Regions from separate parts of the Rattus norvegicus genome. Here region 2 is linked to region 1. A link is a contact called in public Hi-C data. All regions are on one chromosome and are shown on one strand. Each heading gives the region's core, a stretch centred on a gene start, on an enhancer-like site or on the middle of the called end of the contact. The rest is flanking DNA. Distances are from core to core; before and after follow the strand shown. Region 1 holds the start of Foxc2 (forkhead box C2). Region 2 overlaps LOC120098552 (a long non-coding RNA gene).

The links. A called contact is a pair of places that touch in the nucleus more often than the background predicts.
Region 2: a Hi-C map of Schwann cells shows a contact between it and region 1, with 4 times the contacts expected there. The contact joins the enhancer-like site here to the promoter of Foxc2 in region 1. A contact is called at or near these places in 2 of 12 Hi-C or Micro-C datasets (Schwann cells and liver).

The regions. Positions count from the first base shown.
Region 1 is chr19:66,090,834-66,098,338 of GRCr8, reverse strand. It overlaps Foxc2 (forkhead box C2), which reads right to left and starts at 3,621. Exons shown (of 1, transcript NM_001101680.1): 1 at 919-3,621. The coding sequence starts at 3,206. The coding sequence ends at 1,722.
Region 2 is chr19:66,302,405-66,309,909 of GRCr8, reverse strand. It overlaps LOC120098552 (a long non-coding RNA gene), which reads right to left. Exons shown (of 3, transcript XR_005496866.2): 3 at 432-6,285. Among named protein-coding and RNA genes, the nearest start is that of Foxl1, 200 kb to the right of the region's middle. Within about 2 kb of position 2,714, at least 12 of the 93 cell types and tissues checked have an H3K27ac peak or open chromatin away from gene starts, as enhancers often do. A contact at or near this core is called in Schwann cells and liver, where this site is marked.

The sequences.
Region 1 (7,505 bases), core at 2,372-4,871:
TGAGCACGGTACAGGTTACCGACTGGGGTGAAAATCCGTGACACACGCCTAAAGTCCAACACACAGGCCTGCGATAGGTAAGAAAGAGACAACCCCCAGGTACATTTAGCAAGGTCTGTCCCCATCTATCGTCCTTTCTTTACTTCTTTTTAAAAAAGAAATGAGATATCAGAATCAAAAAGAAAAATAGTCTCCCTGTTATTTAGCATACTGAAAACCAGAGCCAGTTCAACACTAAAATACCGTGCTCTTGAGAGGGCACGGTGGCCTTTCTACCACAACTGGGCTGAATATTTAAAGCCCAAATTGAGATATAAATCGGACTGAAATTCACTTCTAATCTGATCCCATAGTCAGCCCTTAAATACCAGAGACCAACCCTCTTTGCCTCTTGCTGGCACGCTTAAAGCCCCAATGGGGGAAAGAAGTCCGCATCTAAGGAACTGGAGGGAGCATAGGACTCACCCAGGCTCCGGCTATGTTGCGGTTAGCAAGCTGCAGACCGTTTGTCCTTTCTCTGTTTCTCCCCTAAACAGAGGACAGCTGGACACCGAGAGAGACAGAGTGACACCATTTTGTTTTGACAATTGGTAACAGTTTTCTGCATCCCCCCCCACACACACACCAAAACACTTTGTTAACAGGCCAGCTTGTTACCCTCAGGCAACCCTGTCCATGTGTGGAGGGAGAACAGTTTCTCAGATTGCCTTGAGCAAAAAGGAAAAAAAAATTCCAGGATGGGATATTTCAACAAACCAAGAACCCTTTCTATTACTAAATGAGAGCTCGTTCCATTGTCCTGTGATCTGTATACGAATTCAAGTACCAGGCCACCTGCGCCGTAAAAATAATCACAACTGGGTTTACTACAACTTCCTTTTGAAAATTCAAGGACACAAAGACACCATCGGAACTTTGGGCAGAAGAACAACGTGGGTTTATTTTAAGGTAAATACAACACTGAGATCACAGAAGACAAACACAGATGAAGTTGAAATTTTAAAGTCTCTTTGTGTGTTTTAGGAATACTCCAGATGGCGTCTACTGTACAAAGCCATGCGCTTCCTAAATAAAAAGTATCCAATACTTAATTTCGTTATCCAACAACAACAAAAAAATAAATAAATTATTTTCTTGTTTTGTAAAAGACCTTCATTTGTGGGGGAAAAACCTATTTTATTATGGTACTGTGGGGAGAAAAGACCCACACAGGTTTCTTGAATTCAATTTGGCAGTAACAGTTGGGCAAGATGAAACCTTATCCAGTGGACACAACTTTAAATATTATATTAAAGGCTCTGGGTAACAACGAACTCGCCTGGTTACAAATCCGCACTCGTTTACAGAAGGCACCTTATCCGGAGAGACCTCTTGAGCCCGGGGAGAGTCTCCACAGAAGTCATTAGGGGGTCCCTGTGGGGTTTGGTCCATAAACCAATCTATTAAAACCCCAAGGGGAGCAGGCGCAGCATCCGGGCAGGGAACGGGAATTAAAAAAAAAAATAAATCGGTATTTCGTTTTGCTGTGCTGCATCCCGGTTAGAGGGACTCTCTGGGATCTCAAACTGAGCTGCGGAGAAGTTACCTGCGAGATGCACGGAGCTCTCTGCTCCCGGGTCTGAGAGAGGGGCGCGTTCGGTCGCTTTTTGCGGCTCTGTCGAAGAAGGTCCCATGGGGAGGTGAAGCCGGTGCGGGCCTGGGGCTGGAGCGGACTGGACGCCTTAATATTTGGTGCAGTCGTAGGAGTAGGGGGCTGCATGGCGGTAGAGGGACGGCGTAGCTCGGTAGGGCAGCTGACAGCTCGCATTGCTCACCTGGGACTCCCCGAGGGTCGAGTTGTCCAGTCCTAGCCGGTGCGAGTTGAACATCTCCCGGACATTGGGGAAAGTTTGCTGTTGGGTCGCGAACGTGTGGCCGGGGAGGTGGCTCAGGTCCCCGCCGTGGTTCAGATACCAGGAGGTGGCCTGGGTGGCGGGCTGCGGCGCGGGAGGGGGCTGCGGGGCGGGCGGCGGCGCCTGCGGGTGGAGGTGACTGTGATGCTGGTGGTGGTGGCCCGAGGCCCCCAACGCACCCTCCTGACCCGCTGCGAGGTTGAGGGCGCCGAGCGGGGAGCCGGGGCCGCTCGGGTGGTCCGACAGAGCCTCGTCCAGCGCGGGCGGAACGCACACGTGCGCAGGCCGCTCGGCCCCGGTGTACAGACTCATAGCCCGCATGCTGCACTGGTAGCCCGCGGAGCCCGCAGCCTCCAGGCCCTGCGCGCACGGCTGTGCGTAAGCGGCTGGTGGAGCTGCGGCGTATGGCAGCGCCAGCGGTGGCACCACCAGGCCGGCGCGCGCGGCCGCTGGGCTCAGATCGCCGCCCGGAGGCGACGTGCGCAGCGTCATGATGGTCTCCACGCTGAAGCCGGGCAGCCCGTTGGGCGCGGCGGCGTGGTGCTCCGGCAGCGAGCCGTCTGGGGAGCCGGCAGGCGTGGAGGCTGAGCTGCGGGGACTGGCTTGCAGCGCGCCCTCGGGACTCAGCGTCTCCACCTTGGTGATGACCGGCAGCGCGGGTGACGCCGCCTCGCTCTTGACCACCACTTTCTTCTCGGCCTCCTTGGGCCCGTCAGCTACCGGGGTCCCTGTCGGGGCGCCTTTGGCCGAGGCAGGGGGCGGCTCCTTGAGGTGGGCCCGCTCCTCCTTATCCTTGGGCACGTCCTTCTTCTTGAAGCGCCGCCGCCGCCGCAGGAAGCTGCCGTTCTCGAACATATTGTAGGAGTCCGGGTCGAGCGTCCAGTAGCTACCTTTGCCTGGCTTCTTGTCATCGCGCGGCACCTTCACGAAGCACTCGTTGAGCGACAGGTTGTGGCGGATGCTGTTCTGCCAGCCCTGCTTGTTCTCGCGGTAGAAGGGAAAACGGTCCATGATGAACTGGTAGATGCCGTTCAGGGTGATCTTCTTCTCCGGCGCGTTCTGGATCGCCATGGTGATGAGCGCTATGTAGCTGTAGGGCGGCTTCACCAGGTCCTTGGGCGCCGCGGGCTGGTGGTGGTAGGGCGCGTAAGAGCGGCCCATGCCGGCGCCGTACTGCTCCGGGTGGCCGGAGTAGACGCCCATGGGGCTGGCCATGCCGCCGTAGCTGCCCGCCGCCCGGTAGTAGTTTTGCTCGCTCAAGTAGGGTACCACTCCCAGGGCGTTGGGGTCCGACACCGAGTAGCGCGCCTGCATGCTGCGTCCCAGACGCCCGGCCGCCGCCTGCGCGCACCGACTGCGGCCCGCGGGGAGCGAGGCCCGGAGCAAGAGAGCAGGAAGGGACGGAGCGATGCGGGCAGCCCTGGCTCGGGGCAGCCTCGCGGGCCACGCGCGCTGGCGCTCGGGTTCAGCCGACCGGGCGGATCAGCATCCTGGAGGGCGCACCCCGGGCGGCCCGGCTGGCCGCGCGCTCTCGGACCGGCGGATGGAAGCCCTGAGCTGGCGGCACAGACGCCACGCGCGACCGTGGAGCTAGACCAGCCCTTCGGAGTGCTAGAAAAGGAGACAGCGGCTCTCGGGGCTCCGCCAGGAGAACGGCAGCCCACAGTGTCCGCGAGCTGGGATCCGGAGAGGCTGCGCGGCCGAGCCCGGAAAAAGAAGCGAAGTCCCTTTTAGGGATTGGGAAAAGTTTCAAAAGTCTTCTGGCTCAAAGCGAGTTTTTACTTTCTTCAGGCCGCGCCCCCTCCAGGAAGTTTGCACCAATCATCTGGCAGCTCTAGGAAGGATGGCACCAATCAGAACGAGGAGCGCCTGAATCCGTCGGCTCTAAGACCCAGCTGCTCTTAGCCAGCTTGCCCCCCCCAACCCCAGCTCAAGTTAACCTGAGGACTTTTAAAAATGAGTTACATCTTATTAAATTTTATTTTATTATCACATTTTGTTTAACGAGACCACGTGCCCAGAGCAAAAAATAAAAACCCGTTCCTTTGCAAAACAAAAAGATGATTAGTTTGAAATACAAAATTGAATTGATGGAAGTTGGGCGAAGATCTGCCCCCAAGACCTTGTAAGTAAGAAAGAGCCTGGAGATTTTTTCTTTAATTATTGGGTGAAAAGGCGAATAATTAGACTTATTAATTATCGAGGCCTAGTTGTAATGGGTTCAGAGCAAATGGACTGAGTGTGTGGGGCCTGTTGATCGCAGTGGTGAATAATCCTAAGGACGTTTCCAGGTCGGAGTGTTGAGGATGAGCCCACAAAGGAGGCCGGGTTGTAGAATTCGGTTGCACTCGCCTTCACGAGGGGGTCGGGCTGGGAAGGAAGGTTTGGTGGGAAAGCCAAGCCAGCAAGATAACAGCTAAGGAGCAATTGGTCCTCGCTCTTCACTGAGGCTTAGGTGATCGATCTGCGTCTCCAGTCCATTACCTGGGGCTCGGGGAAGCGAGTGAACCTAACAATTGCTTTCCTGGTCTCCTCTCCCCACCCATGCCACCCGTTCCGGCTGCTCTCTCTTCTCCGTACCTATGAAAGCGCTGCCTAAAGGCAGCCAGCCCCCAGGAGCTGGTGTTCCCGTTCGGTGTTGGGAGCCCCAGGCCTGCCTTCCACCCCGGCTTCGCCGCTGGAGACGCAAAGGAGTGCGGCACTGCGTGGCTTCCGACCCGCTTCCTTAGCCAGTGCTGGGCCCAACGAGGATCCCACTCTGCGGCCAGCATCTTTGGGATCCCGTAAATTGACCATAGTTCAGGCTGTTTGTTTGACTGAGTTTTGATTAGGTGAGTTGAGGATCAAGAGCTCCTTAGAGGGCCTGGTAGCTGAAGGATTTTTTCGTTGGCAGCCTTGCCGCACAGCGACACCGAGTTCCCCCGACCTTCAAGCTTGCTCCTTCCCTCTAGGAATCCCCGGGACAGTTTGTTTATTTGTGGACTGGTTATTTATTCCTTCAACACCTCCAGTCTTCATCGGATCCCTGCTCGTCCGCTTCCTCAGAAGCACTGAGAGGTCCCTACGGAAAGGCTCTATGCCTTGTAGAACCTTCTGGAAGTCGTTGGTCCGGTTGGGCAGGGAAGAAGGCGACAGATAAAACATGTGTTTCAGCCTCTCTTCTTCTCCGACCCCCACCCCCCATCCCCACCGCCGTTAGATTTTCCACTAAAGGCTGTGAGAGAGTAGAACTCCTTTTCAGCTTTGACACGGTGGGTGAGGAGACTTTAGTGACATTACACGGCTTAACATCGGAACAGCAAAATAAGTATTTATGCGTATTATCTTTGACTCGATGACCAGAATTTAAAGGAAAGGGCAGAACTGGGGCCCCTGACCTGGATGGAGTATCTTGGGAAACACATTTTTGTGGCTGCTGTTCTGGATTCTTTTTTTGGCTAATTCCTCCTCTCCCCTTTAAATTCAAAATTAGGGTTCCCGGGCGCAGGTTGGGAGTGGGAGCAGATCTGGGTAGGGGGTTAAACCTTCTCTACTCTCATGGTTCCACTAAGAGTTATTGTACCGATGCCCCTAGTGTATTTGTGTTCACTTTCAAAAAAAGTGACTGTGACAGAAAATGTCTTGCCCCTCATGAAACGCGTGACAGGTAGTGTTGAGTTTTTCTTGCGATGTTGCTGAAAATTCCACTCATTGATCGAGAAACACTCCCCTCCCCGGCCTCCATGGCCTTCCTGCAGGGGCACAATTTACTCTGCTTTTATGAGGTGTGTGTGTGTGTGTGTGTGTGTGTGTGTGTGTGTGTCCGTCCATGTTAAACAGCCTTATCAAAGCAAGAGGCAGAAACTGAACGCCTCAGACTATGAAATCTAAATTACCGAAGGCCACTTTATGCCTGCGTATACCCAAATTGAAACCCAGTGTCTTCTTAAAAGAACATTGGTTTAATTCTCAGATGTATCAACCCACACCCCCTCTCCGAAAGAAAGGGTGGGGGCTCCCGGAGAGGCACAGAGAAGTTGTAGGGCTATCCCTTTGCTCTGGACCTGGGCTTCTCGCTTCTGTGGAGCACTGAGAGAGATGTTTGTTCCGCTTTCTAAAACAACACTTTGCACACACACACACCTGGACTTGGCAGGAACCAGGTCCTGGCTCCTGCAGCCTGCAGAGGCCTCAGCTCTCTAAGACTTGCTACATTCTTGCTTATTGCCTGTTCCTTCTCTTTCTTGTCTTGTTGTCAACGAGTCGAAGGCAAATCAGACCCCAGAGGGCCCTGTGTGTTTGCCAAATAATAAGCGATGAAAAGGGCAGGGAGGTACCTCCCCCGCTTCCCGCCGGCCCTTCTTCCTCCGCAGGCGTCTCGGCTTCATCACCTGGAGGCGCTTGGCGAATACTCCGTGGGTGGTGGTGCCATCTTGAGGCAGGTTGTGGAACTACAACAGAAAGGGGTAGAGGAGGAGCGAGGGAAGACAGACAGGTTTGGTTCTAATGAAGTTGCTGACACCTTGTGGACACGACGACGCTTTGCACTGCAAGAATAAAGCCTGAGAAACCCAGGAAGAAGGTGCCTGGAACTTGGCTTACAAAAAGTCATTTTCCGAATGATGGGACTCTGGCCAGCTCGAGCGTGGCAAACATGGCTCTGGTAAGCCTTACCCTTCTCTCTCATTCCCTCTGCCTGGCTAAAAACCGTTAAACTACATTCCTAAAGCTAGCCCTGAAGGCCTATTTCTTTCTATGGCCACTTCCTCCTCCCGAGTCTGATTACCAAGGTCCAGACAGCAAAGTACTGAAGTCGTGCCATCAGAAGTCCCTGTTCGTTCACCTAATTAACATGCCCAGTCAAAACATCCTAGCCAGTTCTAACACAGGACTCCATTTTTTCCTCTTCTTTAAAGTTATACCCGCAAGGTCATTGACTGCTGTTTCTTTGCCTGAGTCAGAAAGCAGCCACTTTAGCCTTTCTTCTCCACCCAGTAAAGGATTTCTTTGCGAAAACAGGTGTTTGGGGGGCGTGGTTTATACCTAATCTGGGGTCCAGGAGTGCGCCTCCACTGGCAGGAGTCTCTTTCACTGAAGCTTTGCCATGTGTCCAGGCTGAGAGACAGAAACATCTTCAAGACTTCTGGAAGTTTGCAGAGAAGCAAGGAGGTTCTTCCCATGGATGGTTAGAAAGCCTGATTCACCTCACAGGGTTGTCGAACAAATTGGCTACTCCCTGCTGAGGTGTGTGGTGGGGGAGAGCTGGGAAGTTGAACAGAGAGCTGACTGTTCAGATGCGTGCTGAAAGGCTGGGTCTGGAGACTTCTGCTTTTCAGCCCCAGCCTGGACCAAGGCAGACAAGCTAGAAGCAGATTTTGTTCTCAACTCTCTGTTCAGCATCCCCTGGGCCCGGGAGATGCCTTCAGTTTTTGGAACCAGATGGCAGAAGAGTCCCAAGTTCCCAAAGCTACTTAGATCTGACCTGTGAGTTAGACCCCTTCCCATGGAGACAGGGTCTTGCTACGTAGGTACACCTGGTTTTGTTTTCTGGGTGCGGGGATTAAACGTGCACACCACGCCCCGGCATCAGAGTTGCTATTAGTTGTTTGATTGGTTGGTTGATTGAGACAGCAT
Region 2 (7,505 bases), core at 1,465-3,964, 210 kb before region 1:
AGAGCTCTGCACCCAGATTCTGCACGCCCAGCTCTGTGACAGGGCTGTCCCTTGCCCCATCCCAGTCTGTGGGACTTCAATGTAAGCTATTGAAAAGTTGAGGTAGGAAGGGCTCCCTAAGCTGACCGTAGGGAGTGCCCAACACAGTCCCTTTGCATTCTGTGCCTCGAATGTGTGTCTCTGAGGGACAAGCGTCTTCGTACTGAGTCTTTTCTTTATAAAACACAGCAAGCATCCAGACAAACTTGCCCGCCATCAAGAGTTTTAAACTCTTTTTTTTTCTTTTAAGTCTGTGTTGCTTTTGAGACATGGCCTTTCTACATAGCACTGGCTGGCCAGACACTCACAGTGATCCTCCTGCCTCTTCTGCCTCTGCCTCCGGAGTGCTGAAATTAAAAGTGTGTGCCACCACACCCAGACAGAACTCTTATTTTTATACATAAATGTTTTATTAACATATAAGAAATGCCTCAAAAATGACACATTTGGGAGAACACCATAGTGCATGCCAAGGTCACCAGAACCCAGTTGCAAAGGGAGAAAAAACATTGACCACCTTGTCACCCCCAGGGCCCAGGACCCTTGAAGCCCCACTCCACCCCCGGGTCTTTAACTATAGGATGGTTCCCTCAGGAGGCCTCTGAGCTCACCCTGCAGAGAGAGCCACCCTGCTTTCTGTAGAAATATAGTGCAGTGCACTCCTCTGTCTTTCTCCTCTGCCGTGGGGCTGCCCCAAGTCTACAGATCTGATCTGCCTCCCAGGACCTCGTACAAGTTCAGTCATTCAAAATGCAGCCGTAGACACCTTCCAAGGTTTGCCCTGATCAGCCTAGCTGTGTCCCTGTGGTCTCTGTGGGGTGTGGGCAGGGATGGGTACCATCGAGTAGGACCCTGGGCACATGTTGCTAAGATGCCCCAAGCCATTCTTCCAAGAGGTAGCATCAAAAGATGCTCCAGCAATGAGGCCCTGTCTCCCCACTCAATCATGTCAGGTTGGTGTCCCTCACGGGAGCCAATATGAGGTGATGTGGTATTAATAATTTGCGTTTTCCTCATAACCCATAATGGTGGACACTAACTATACCATGTTCAACCTTGTCTATTTAAATCACAGATGTTTAGCCAAGGCCACCTTGATTTTCTGCTTCTATCATCTTTCCCGCCTTAGAGGTGACACTTGGAACCAAGAGGAGGTCTCTGGGTCACTGGGGACATGCCCACGAGGGTCAGTGGAACCCCAGTACTCCAGTTCTTGCCTTTATTTTGTTGGGCTTCTTTGTGAGGTTAGAGGCTTAGCTCCACCAGTGGAAGCTGGTCACTGACTGGAGACAAAATAACCTTTTTTCTTTGTAAGCGGCTGGTCTCAAGCATTTTGTTACTGTTTCAAAACCGTGGAAGAAAAACTTTGAATTTCTGCTTAATCTAGTGCTTCTGGTTTCCGTCCAGGAATGTTCTCACAAAAACACACCCCCTCCTTGTCACTCACACATTCACGCCTCCCGTTCACACCCACGCCTCTCACACCCTGAGTGTCAATCACACCGAGCCATGCCTCATTCACACTGCCCTTGCCTCATAGCCACACTCTGATCTCACTTGTGCGTGTACACAGGTGGAGGAGTGGCTTGCCTTTGGGGCTAGTTTTGACTTGGCACCTGTTATTGCTCAAAGGAAGCTGAGATCTTAGTGTGGAGGTCTCAGTCAGGGTAGCCACTGCACCTTCCGTCTTCTTCCCAATACTGTCTAGTTTGGACGCCTCCTCCCTGCCACAGATAAAGACAGTGTTTGTGTACAGGTGGCTGGATTGGGGGTGACTCAGGGGTTTCAAGTGGAGGTATAGGTGGAAAAGCGACTGAGAAAACAAACCAGTGTACGGCCTGTTGATGAGATGGCCTTGGTGGGTAGCCCTGTGAGGCCGCGTATTGCCTCTGTGGTTCTCAGAGGATGTGCAGTGCCCTCTACAGCTTTCCGCCTTACAGCATGGGACACTGGTCTACACCCTGCACTGCCTCTATCCTGGCTGAACCACTGGGGACACCTATGGGTCCTTCTGTAAGTAGAGCTTCTCACGGGGTCCTGCTGTCTTGATAGGTGGCTTCCTGCTCCAGCAGGACTCCTGCTTAACAGCTTCTTTTCCCAAGGACCCCAATTCCAAAGGATGTCACAGCAGGTTGGACAGCATGTGAGTTGGGGGACACAATTCATTATGTAGCCGGGATGGAAGGGGCAGAGAGGCTGGCATCTCACTCAGGCTGGATGAGAGCCCAGGGCTGGTTGGTAAGTGGGTGCCAATGTGTCCTCAGGTCCCTAGGCAGGACACCAATGAAGAGGTCTCCAGTGACACTCGGTATTGTGGTAGCAGGGCTTTGGTGAGGTGGCTGTGTATATTTATCCTAAGTCCTGTCCCCTGACTGGATTATAGTCGTCTGGGCACTCCCCCCATCTTCAGACGGTGGCCTCTTCTTGTCTAGGTATCGGGGTGTCGCCTTACCATGTGGGAAAGAGATGGAGTGTCCCACTCACTGAACTGAGCCTTATGCCTCGTCCCGCCACCCCCAGGGTGGTGAGGCCGGGGAGGAAACAAGAGCCCCAGACTCCCACTAGCGTTGTGCTGAGTGCTGGCCAGCACTTTGGCCTTCACATCCCTAGAGCCCGCTGCTGGCTATCCCCCTGCCCTGGAGAGCGATCCATCTCCAACCTCGAAGCTGTCTAGACTTGTTATCAGGCCCCTAATTCCTGAGAGCTGAGCGGGCAGTGGGCTGTCGAGATAGCAAGAGGGTGAAGTCACTGGCGTAAATCTGAGGCAGGAAGTCCATTCCGGGCCGATGGACAAGTGTGGGCCAGTGCCCGAGGGCTGAGATAACGAGTCTAGACTCGGCTGGTCATTTCCTCCTCTTCCGTGTGTCCTGTGGGCCGCGCCCTGCCTTCCTGCTTGCCCACTGCCCCAGTCCTGGGAGAAGCCCCTCTGGAGGAGGCCTCACCATTATCTGAGGAGCGGCTGCTGGGGACTCTTGGCCTCGGCTGGGTACAGATCCTTTCCTAAGTCCCAGAGGCCTTTCTGGGAAGGTCATACTGGCCTCTGTCACTGTCATTTCAGTGGGTTAGGGAAAAGTGACGTTTTCCTCCCTCCCATAGCCAAAGGTCACTGGAAGGCCATGGGTGGGGGTTGGGAGGACCCAGTTGATGTCAAACAGACCCAGTTATTTCCACAAGTCCTGCAGGAAAAAGCCAGAGGGAGCAAGCCTTATCTGTGACAGCCTCAGGCTTGTGGGACTCTGTACAACGTTTTTGTCTCTGGAAAGAATAGCTAGTCCCATGGACCTGTGGGCACACCGGCTGATCCTGAATCTCAGAGCCAGAGTGGGAGAAGAGGCCAAAGCCTCCTGCCTCCAGGTAGAAGCCCACAGCATGCAGGGGCTGTGTGCAACCCAGCAGCTGAGGACTCAGGTGGAGACCACAGGAGAAGACAAGCCTGTGTCTCTACTTTCAGACTCTGACACCTGATGGTGTGTCCTGGGGACCATGATCTGGTGGGGGAGGTCCCCATAGGAAGGAAGAAGGTGTTCAGAGAGTCACACCTTCTCAGCCAGCAATGACAAAAGTCAAGACGAGTCCATGTCTGGAGCTGCACACATAGCATTTTGTCATAGATGGAATCCTGTAACTATTGGGGAGATGGCTCAAGAGAGAAGTGCTGTGCCTGGGGCTCCCTGGACTGAGTTCCAGGCTAATGAGAGGCCCTGTCACACACACAAAAAAAGTGGATGATATGCCCTTGGAGTAGCACACACCTCAACATCCACAGCCACACTGACACACACAAACACACTGACATGCACACATAAGCATGCACACACATGCACACATGAGCACACACAAGCACACTGACATGCACACACATATAAGCATACACATGCACACATAAGCGCACATACATGCACACACTTGTACACATATGCACACACAGGCAAGCACACACACATGCATGTGCACACCAAAGCACACTGACATGCATACATATGCATGCACACACAAGTACACACACCATACATAAACATGCTGACATGAACATACACACAAGCACACACATATGCAAGCATAAGTACAGACACAAGCACACTGACATGTACAAATATGCATGCACACACAAGCACACACCAGAGCACACTGACATGCATACATATGCATGCACACACAAGCACACACATAAGCACACACATATGCACACACAAACACACTACCATGTACACATATGTATGTATACAAAAACACATGCTTGTACACATATGTGCACACACAAGTACACTGACATGCATATACATGCACACACAAGCACACACTCATACACACGAACACACAGACAAGCACACACATGCAACATACATAGACATACATGCACATGTACACATGCACACATACTTGCTCCCATGTGTGAAAGTACACACCCAATTTTAAATACCCCTCTAGCCCCCGTGCAGACCTGTTGGAATTACCCTTGGCCTGAGGCTCAGTGAACAGCACCCTCTGAGGAATCTTGTCTGTGAGGAGCTGGGTTAGAATTAGAACACTGGTGGGGCTGAGCTGAGAGCTCAGAATCACTCTGAAGTCTGCTGTTCTGAATGACGCAGGCTGTGTCTTGAAGCCACTGCATCTGTTCTGTCAGGCTTCATGACTACACAGCTGAGAAAGGGGTTGGAATGCCAGATACCATGGTCCTTGTTGGGCCTCTCCTGCCTCCTCTGTCAGGGCTGCATTTTTCTGAGATTCAGTGAGGTCTGCTGAACCCTTGCCAGGCACTCTCCACAGACATGAAAGTCAATGTACACAGCAGGCAGCAGAGGCAGCCAGGGCAGCCTGAGCTCCTCCCAGCTGTGGATAGAGTTTTAGTGGGACCAGACTCCAGGGAAGGGACCAGACTCACGTCCTATAGAACCATGGCAAGGGATGCTGCTGCTACTTAAGTCCACAGGGAAAGCTGTGTGTAAATGATGGGCTGTGTGACTCTTAGTCAGATGATAAACTAACCAAACTGGGGTTAATATGCAGCCATGAAAAAGAACAGTGCATCCTCTATATGCAGCATGAAATTCTTGCCAAAGGGAGCAGCAGGAAATTATAAAAATGTTATAACCCCTTATACAGGATGCATGCACTCTACACACGTGTGCATGTGCTCATATGTTTCTTGAAGGCTGCTGTTCTATAACCACAGATCTCTCTGCTCCTGCATTACCATAGGTACAGCCGGAGGAGGCTGGGGCCCATTTATAGACAGAGCCAGAAATGGGACATCCATGCCTGTCTCGGGGAGCTGATCAGGTCACAGAGCTCAGCCCTGTGGGATTGCATCACAGAGATTCCTGAACCCCAGGCAGAGACAGAGGGCCCAGGCCAGCCCTGAGCAGAGGCACCATTCTGCCTCGTTTGCTGAAGGCTCTTTTAAGAAGTTTGACAGTGGGAGGCCTAGGGAGGGCACTGGGCACTTGGCGACCTCCCTATGTGGGACTTTCTGACTGGTCCAGTGGGAGGGTAGGGTCAGGGGTTATCTGCAGGTGGGCAGGGGGCCCCTTGGTCTGCACATCTGCTGAAGCCATTAAGGGGCCCCCTCTCCTCCCAGGAGGGTTGCGTCTCTTTAGCACCAAGCTCAGGTTTCTGACCTCTGAGCTTCTGGTATCTCTGCAAACCAGGGTCTTAAAGAGCTTTTTACAGTTCCAACAAGATGGGCAGAGGCTAGAGGGACAGCCGGCTGAGTGACAAAGGGCTTCTCCTCTCCGCTCAGGGCGAGATCTGAACCGCCGACATGGGGTGCTGCTGCCCAGATGGTGTGCAGGTGGGAAGTGACATTTGTTCTTGACGCCAAGGATGCTACTGATGCCAACAAATGGCAGCCATGTGTCCTGTGGGGGCCAGGGAGCCAAATTCAGTCCAGCTTCCAGTTCAGGCCAGCAGGAGGCAGCAAGGGGAGAAGTAGGCATGGTTCTTGGTAGACTGCCCCTAAGAGCCAGGCAGAGTGCAGACCTCTGCAGGCCCATCCGAGCAATGGGATTGAGTCCTGCCTGAGCAGTCCCAGTGGTGGGAGGGGACATGGGACAGCTGCAGGAGAGACCATGTTCCTGACCATCATACTTACAGAAGGTTGGGCACAGTAACCATAAATCCACTCTGTGCCAGGGAACCCCTCATTCCCACTTGATAAACAAGGAAACCGAGAAATTCACCCACAGTCTGCCCCTTCTTCATAGCACCAGCAGGTCCCAACGCAGGTCACCTGGCTTGCTCTTCTTCCTAAAAGGGGTGGTAGCCATTTCCAGCTAGCAGCTCTCCCTTCCCATTCCTGGCTCCTGTCTGCAGGCGAGTCTAGGAGGATACCCTGGTCCCTAATGGAGCACTATTCTCAGTTTCTGCACAATCTCTGGGAAAGTTTATGCTGCACAGATGTGAAACACGGGCGGGCTTGGAGTTCCTTGCTTCTCACAGCCTGGAGACACCATCTGCTGCCTGAATCCTAACAGCATGGACTAAAGCTGAATGGGACCCTCTGATTATCTATTTTGGGACTCCAGCCTGCCTGAGACCCCTGGGCCTGCACCTGCCTGGACCCCTCCAGGAAGGGCACATGGTACTGTGTCACAGGGCAGAGAGGCTGGCGAGTGCCCATGTCCCGCTGGAGTCACAGTGGTCAATGCCTTCTCCATTCTTTCTTGGTGTTTATTGACAATTGACTTCTAAGTCTCAGTGAATCATCTCAAAATCCTTCAAGGGATACATGGCTTGTCGATCTTTTAACAGGAAAGAAAACATGGTAGGGAGGCCAGAAGGTTCTGAGCCACGTGGTTCAGAGCTGAGCGCAGGTTGTACTTGCTTTCTACAGCCTTCTGTGACAGGGGTGGGGTCCCCTTCTCCAGGCTTCTTACTCAATGATATGTGTGTGTGTGGTGTGTGTATGTGAGTGTGTGCATGTGTGTGCATACATGTGTGTACATGCATACATGTGCATTTGTGTGTGTGCCTGTATGCATGTTCGTACATGTGTGCATGTGCATATGTGCATGTGTGTGCATGTGTGCATGTATGTGCATGTGTGTGTGCCTGTATGCATGTTCATACATGTGTGCATGTGCATATGTGCATGTGTGTGCATGTGTGCGTGTGTGTGTGTAGGTGTGGGTGCATGTGTATATGTGTGTGCATGTGTGCCTGTATGCATGTTCATACATGTGTGCATGTGCATATGTGCATGTGTGTGCATGTGTGCGTGTGTGTGTGTAGGTGTGGGTGCATGTGTATATGTGTGTGCATGTGTGCCTGTATGCATGTGCATATGTGCATGTGTGTGTATGTGTGCATGTGTGTGCAGGTGTGGGTGCATGTGTATATGTGTGTGCATGCATGCACACACCATGGTTGCAAAAGTAACTTTTCTTTTTCCACGATGTGGGTCCCAAGGGATTGAACTCAGGTTATCAGACTTGTTGGTATACATCAACCACTGGCCTCTGGCTTCA